2 separate regions of the Danio rerio genome follow, and region 2 is linked to region 1. A link is a contact called in public Hi-C data. All regions are on one chromosome and are shown on one strand. Each heading gives the region's core, a stretch centred on a gene start, on an enhancer-like site or on the middle of the called end of the contact. The rest is flanking DNA. Distances are from core to core; before and after follow the strand shown. Region 1 overlaps erbb2 (erb-b2 receptor tyrosine kinase 2). Region 2 holds the start of erbb2 (erb-b2 receptor tyrosine kinase 2).

Region 1 (2,700 bases), core at 108-2,607:
TATTACATTTTTGGGGAACACAGTAATGTATTGAATTAATTCAAATTAGTGTAATTTCATTACAGTTACTAAAATCAATATCACTGCGTTATTTAAAGTACAAATATAGTTTTTAGAAGAAAAAATGCTTATTTTAAATCACGTTTTCCACTGCAGTATTACTTAATAAGAGAGTGATTAAAAAATTTGTGAGGAAAATGAGCTAAAATGTTTGTTGACGAGAGTGTTTGCTATTTCAAATGTAAATGCAGACATTTGATTTCATTGAGGGTAAAAACAAAAATACTGCTGTGAAATGCAGTCTATGTCTAGTCTCTAAAGAACTTTCAACTGCTTTCAAAGCAACTTCAAGCACTTGAATTCTACGACAATACTTGTCACCAAGGAGAACACCAGTGCCCAAAAACACAACGGACTAACTCAGCCTAAACAGGCTAAATCGGATTTTTGTGTGGGAGTGAAGGTATCTTTTAAATGCTGCCGTTTATTTTGTATTTTTTAGAGGTATATTTTATATGTTTCAAGAGTAACTTTGAAGTAATTAGTAATCTGATTACTTTTTACATGAAGTAATTAGTAATGTAATCAGATTACTATTTTCCAGTAGTAGTCAGTAATTTGTAATCTATTGCTTTTTAAAAGTAACTTACCCAACACTTGTCATGTGACATTATCACAGCACACATTCAGCCTATTTGAACAAGGCTGCGTTCATTGAGTCATTCAAAACATTTGTACATCTTCACATGATTTTTCTAATGCTGTTGTTGAAGAGAATTGAACATTTTTAATCATTTGGACTATTTAGAGTCCTTCATGCATTAAATATTTTGTAATAGGCTTTATATAATTAGTTTCTTGCAGTGTTCCTGTTATATAAATTACACAGATCAATAATTCTTGAGATCAAAAAAGTAAAAGAATTGGGATGTGTAAATCTGAGCATATTTTCACAACAAAACAAAACAAGAAATGCCCTTAAATATTGTAAATTTTTGGAAAATGCGTTGCTAAAATAGTAATTTTAGACCAAAATAATTAGAAATTGTTCTATATTCCTGACCTTTAGAAAAACTCTGTTGCTTTTATATAAATTACAGTGAACAATAGTTTTTGAGATTAAAAAAGTTAAAGTAAAAGCATTTGAATCAAACAAGCAAACACACTTCAATCATGATGGTTATGGTCATTACAAGTGAGCACTAACATTTGACCATGATCATGTAGACTTCTTTGGTGCAGTTGCACGGCTGTGAGAGTCGCTCCCCGGCCTCCAGCAGCTCTGGAATGTCCCGCGCTTGAAAACTCTCATACGGCTTCATGCCAAAGGTCATCAGCTCCCACACGGTCACCCCTGAGATGGAGAGAGCTTATTTTAGAGCAGACGGTTGTTAAATACAGCAGAGTAACTGTAAACCCTGGCTGATACTGACCGTAGCTCCACACGTCACTTTGGTGAGTAAACTTCCGGTGTAATATAGACTCCAGCGCCATCCATTTGATCGGCACCTACTCCACACAAACACATGAACATTCTTAATATAACTTTGGAAAAAGCCTTATTATTTGCAGTTTTGTGACCTAATCTAAAGTGAGGACTATTTATGCTTCATAAATCCTTTATAAATGACAAATAAAGGCTCAGTTAAATTCTAGACAGGAAAAATGACATTATTCATTCCTATTCAATTAAAGATACACAAATGAAACTGTACTTCAAATAAAAAATAAATCTTTGCAACCTGATCTAAAATAAAATCACTGTAGAGTTTAAACATTGCATTTTATTACATTGTTTAATTATTATATTGTTGTTTTATCCAGTTTTGTTGTGTTTTGACACTCCTGTTATTCAGCAATTTTAAAACTTTACAGTCATTTTACATTTTAGAAAAGATTGCTAAGATTATTGTTCATTTAATTCAGAGCCTTTATTTGTCATTTATAAGGGATTTATAAAGCATGAATAGTCCTCACCTTAGATTAGGTCACAAAACTGCATGAACTTGAGTTAATAAAGCATTTATTAACATATTAGTTGACAATTAGTATATGCCTGAATAATAAGATATATAAACGTTGATTTAAATAGTTTTTTAATCATTTACAAACTCATTCTGAATGATCCTAAAAACCCTCAACTACTCTTAAATACAACTGGTTTGTAAATAATGCAATACTTAATTTAGTAATGAAAAATAAATCATTAACTAAGTATGAAAGTACACTCATTAAGCACATTATATAGCTGCTTATAAGACAATAATAGAGAATTTGTAGCTGCAGTTATAAACTGCTTACTAACGTTTATTAATGTAGAGTTAATGCTTGACAGATTATGAATTCACTATTTGCTAATGCTTAATAAATGATATATAGTGTGTAGTTATTAAAAAGTGTTACCTTATTTTCTATGGAATTATAATTTTGGTTTGAGTAAAACATAATTTTTAATATTTTGTTTAATGACCTACTGATTCCATGTCTTGAAACAAAAATGAGACCAGTTTTAACAAAACTGTCAATTGGTTTTTCTATCATAACAAATGAAATCATGTGCTATGTAGACCAATTATTTTTGTACTTACATATACAGTTAAAGTCAGAATTATTAGCCCCCTGTTTATTTTTCCCCAATTTCTGGTTAACGTAGAAAAGTTTTTTTTAACACATTTCTAAACATAATAGTTTTAATGACTC
Region 2 (2,700 bases), core at 86-2,585, 64 kb after region 1:
ACTAAAGTAATAACATGCTTTATGTATTTACTATGACGTAAACAAAATAAAACTGAGCGTACTGTACTGTGGAATTGTATTGTTATTATTCAGTAGTAGCATACAAATGGTACAATAGTATCTTAAACAATTATACCATAGTGTTGACACAACAATTTTGTGTCTTTACTATAAATTCTTAACAATAACAATATATGATTTTTAAAGTGCTAATGTTGTTGTTAGTTGTTACCTTCATCGTGTTGTTGTTGCTGTCCTGAGCTAATGACTTGATTAACTGCTATTATTGTATCATTACCTATTGTTAGAAAACATACTTGTGTATCATTGTTATTATCATGTTGTTGTTGTTGTTGTTTCGTGATCATGACACATTTAGTTGTTATTGGATGTTATTGGTATGTTTGGTTGTCTTTTTGTAGTGCGCCATTCTAAATCGTTAGTGTGGGGTTCTTTCAGATGTGATACTGGAGTGATACTGACATATCAGGAATAGCGCCCATTAAACTCGTGAACTCTGGGCTGTCGGGTTTCAGCGCTATTGTCATGCAAAAGTTGCAAATCAAGTTTGTGTGACATACTTCACTTAAGACTAATGCGCCAACAGTACGAGAAAAAACCGACAGGATTTTCTGAACACAATTTAAACACGTTCAAGTAGCCTATGCAAAATAAATACAGATTTAAATAGTAGGCTAGTAAATCTGTCAACCTTTTTAAAAACAAGTAAAGAAACAAATCTCAGATTTCACATTCTGTCTACGCTGTAAAAACGCTGTATTTCACACAATTCCTTCATATTTTTACACATTTAAGTGGACTGAACATAAAACAATTAAGTTGTCCTAAAGAAAAGTCAAGAATTTGGCTGTTTCAGCTCATTTTAGTTGTTTAAGTAGTTTGAACAAGCAGCAAAAGTAACTTTTAGAACATAAATCTGCAACAAGCGACGCAACAAAATTAGTCTACAGGCCCCCAAAACTGGACTCTGAAGAGTGGCGTGAAAATGCGGTGGGCCCCGCGGCCAGTCGCGCCGCGTCTTCGGCACCGTAAACGGGTGTCAACTGCTTGAGTAGCACGCCATGTCTCCACGAGATTGTGTCCTGCTGTAGTTTGTTCGTCTAAAATTCCATTTCTGTCCATTGAATTTAAAACAATTTAATACGCAAAAACATAAATAGGAATTTATGGGATAGTCTGGGAATGTGTGGAGTTGACCAACCTTCTCTCCCTGTGGCGGCTGTAATGCCCAACAGCAGCAGGAGGACCCAGGCGAGCCCAAAACTTCTGTCCGCCTCCATCGATTATTCCTCCATTAGTTGATAATAATCCTTCAGTGCATACCCAGATCCAGAACACGTTACACAAATCTCCCACGTGTAGGTCCAAAGCGTTTAATAAACCTGTTTTTGGGCTCTTTGTTATTTCCCGAATACCAACAACTTCCTGGCAGGAGCGAATGCGCCCGACTTTCCAGTCAGTGTGCGCGCGCGCTCGTGTGTGTGTGTTTGTGTGTGTGTGTGTGTGCAATAATACGCGCGTTCCCGCGGAGGAGTGGCAGTACAGATTGACTCCAGCAACTCTACTGACACATTTGCCAATTATGCAGTATGAGGAGCAGCAGTTATCATGTTTTACTTCAGTGAATATCTCTCACATTTAAGTTCAAATAGCCCAAAGTTCAAAAAAGCTGCTGAGCATTTCCGCCGTTACTTCCTTGAAAAGAGTTCAGTTAACACGGGTCAAAACCTATTGGACTTTTGTTCCTCTTTGAAACACATACCAAATCTGAAAGAGTATATTCACAAAACTGTTAAAAGTCTAGTTTACTCACTATTTAGGCTACTCACCCTCAAGTGTTTCCAAACCTTTAGCAGTTTCTTTTTCAAAATAAGATTTGTTGATGTTGATGAAAACTGAATACCTGAAACCATTGACATCCATAAACAGAAAACAAATAGAAGTCAATAGTTACAGGTTTCCAACAGTTTACTAAATATCTTTTTTGATGTTCGACATAAAAAAAACTCAAACTGGGTTTTGACTAGTAAAGAGTGAATAAATGACAGGATTTTCAGTTTTGTGTTATATATCCCTTTAAGATATAAAACTATATGAATCAATGAGTCTTCTGACAGAATACATACAGTTTTATAAGATAAACAAATTTTGTGAATCAAAATGCGCCACACATTCTCTATTAGAAACAGGTCAGGACTGCAGGCAGGCCAGTCAAGTATCTGTATCCTCCTCTTCCTCCGCAGCCAGGACTTTGTAATGTGTGTAGAATGTGGTTTTGCATTGTCTTGTTGAAATATGCATGGGCATCCCTGGAAAAGAAGGCAGCATATTGCACTTCAAAATCTCTATATACTTTTCAGCATTAAAGGTGCCATCACAGAAGTGCAAGCCACCTTTGCCAAGGGCACTGACACAACCCCATACCATGACAGGTCCTGGGTTTGGGGCTTGTTGCTGGTAACATACTGGATTATCCTTTTCTTCTTTGGTCAGGAGCACACGGCGTCCATTTCTTCCAAAAATACCCGAAATACTGATTCATTTGACCACTGTTCATATTGTGTGTGATGGTCCATCCCAGATGCCTCATAGCCCAGAGCAGTCGATGATGCTTCTGGACACTGTTAACATAGGGCTTTCTTTTAGAACAGAACAGTTTTAACTGGCATTTGTGGATGT

The links. Hi-C and Micro-C count contacts between places; a contact is called where the count stands out from the background.
Region 2: a Hi-C map of an unstated tissue shows a contact between it and region 1, with 2.0 times the contacts expected there. The contact joins the promoter of erbb2 here to the enhancer-like site in region 1. A contact is called at or near these places in 2 of 18 Hi-C or Micro-C datasets (caudal fin and an unstated tissue) and 1 of 4 datasets of contacts at active chromatin or transcription factors (caudal fin).

The regions. Positions count from the first base shown.
Region 1 is chr12:9,929,029-9,931,728 of GRCz12tu, forward strand. It overlaps erbb2 (erb-b2 receptor tyrosine kinase 2), which reads right to left. Exons shown (of 27, transcript NM_200119.2): 22 at 1,434-1,509; 23 at 1,208-1,354. Among named protein-coding and RNA genes, the nearest start is that of kcnh6b, 56 kb to the left of the region's middle. Within about 2 kb of position 1,358, at least 12 of the 62 cell types and tissues checked have an H3K27ac peak or open chromatin away from gene starts, as enhancers often do.
Region 2 is chr12:9,993,118-9,995,817 of GRCz12tu, forward strand. erbb2 (erb-b2 receptor tyrosine kinase 2) reads right to left here and starts at 1,336. Exons shown (of 27, transcript NM_200119.2): 1 at 1,223-1,336. The coding sequence starts at 1,301.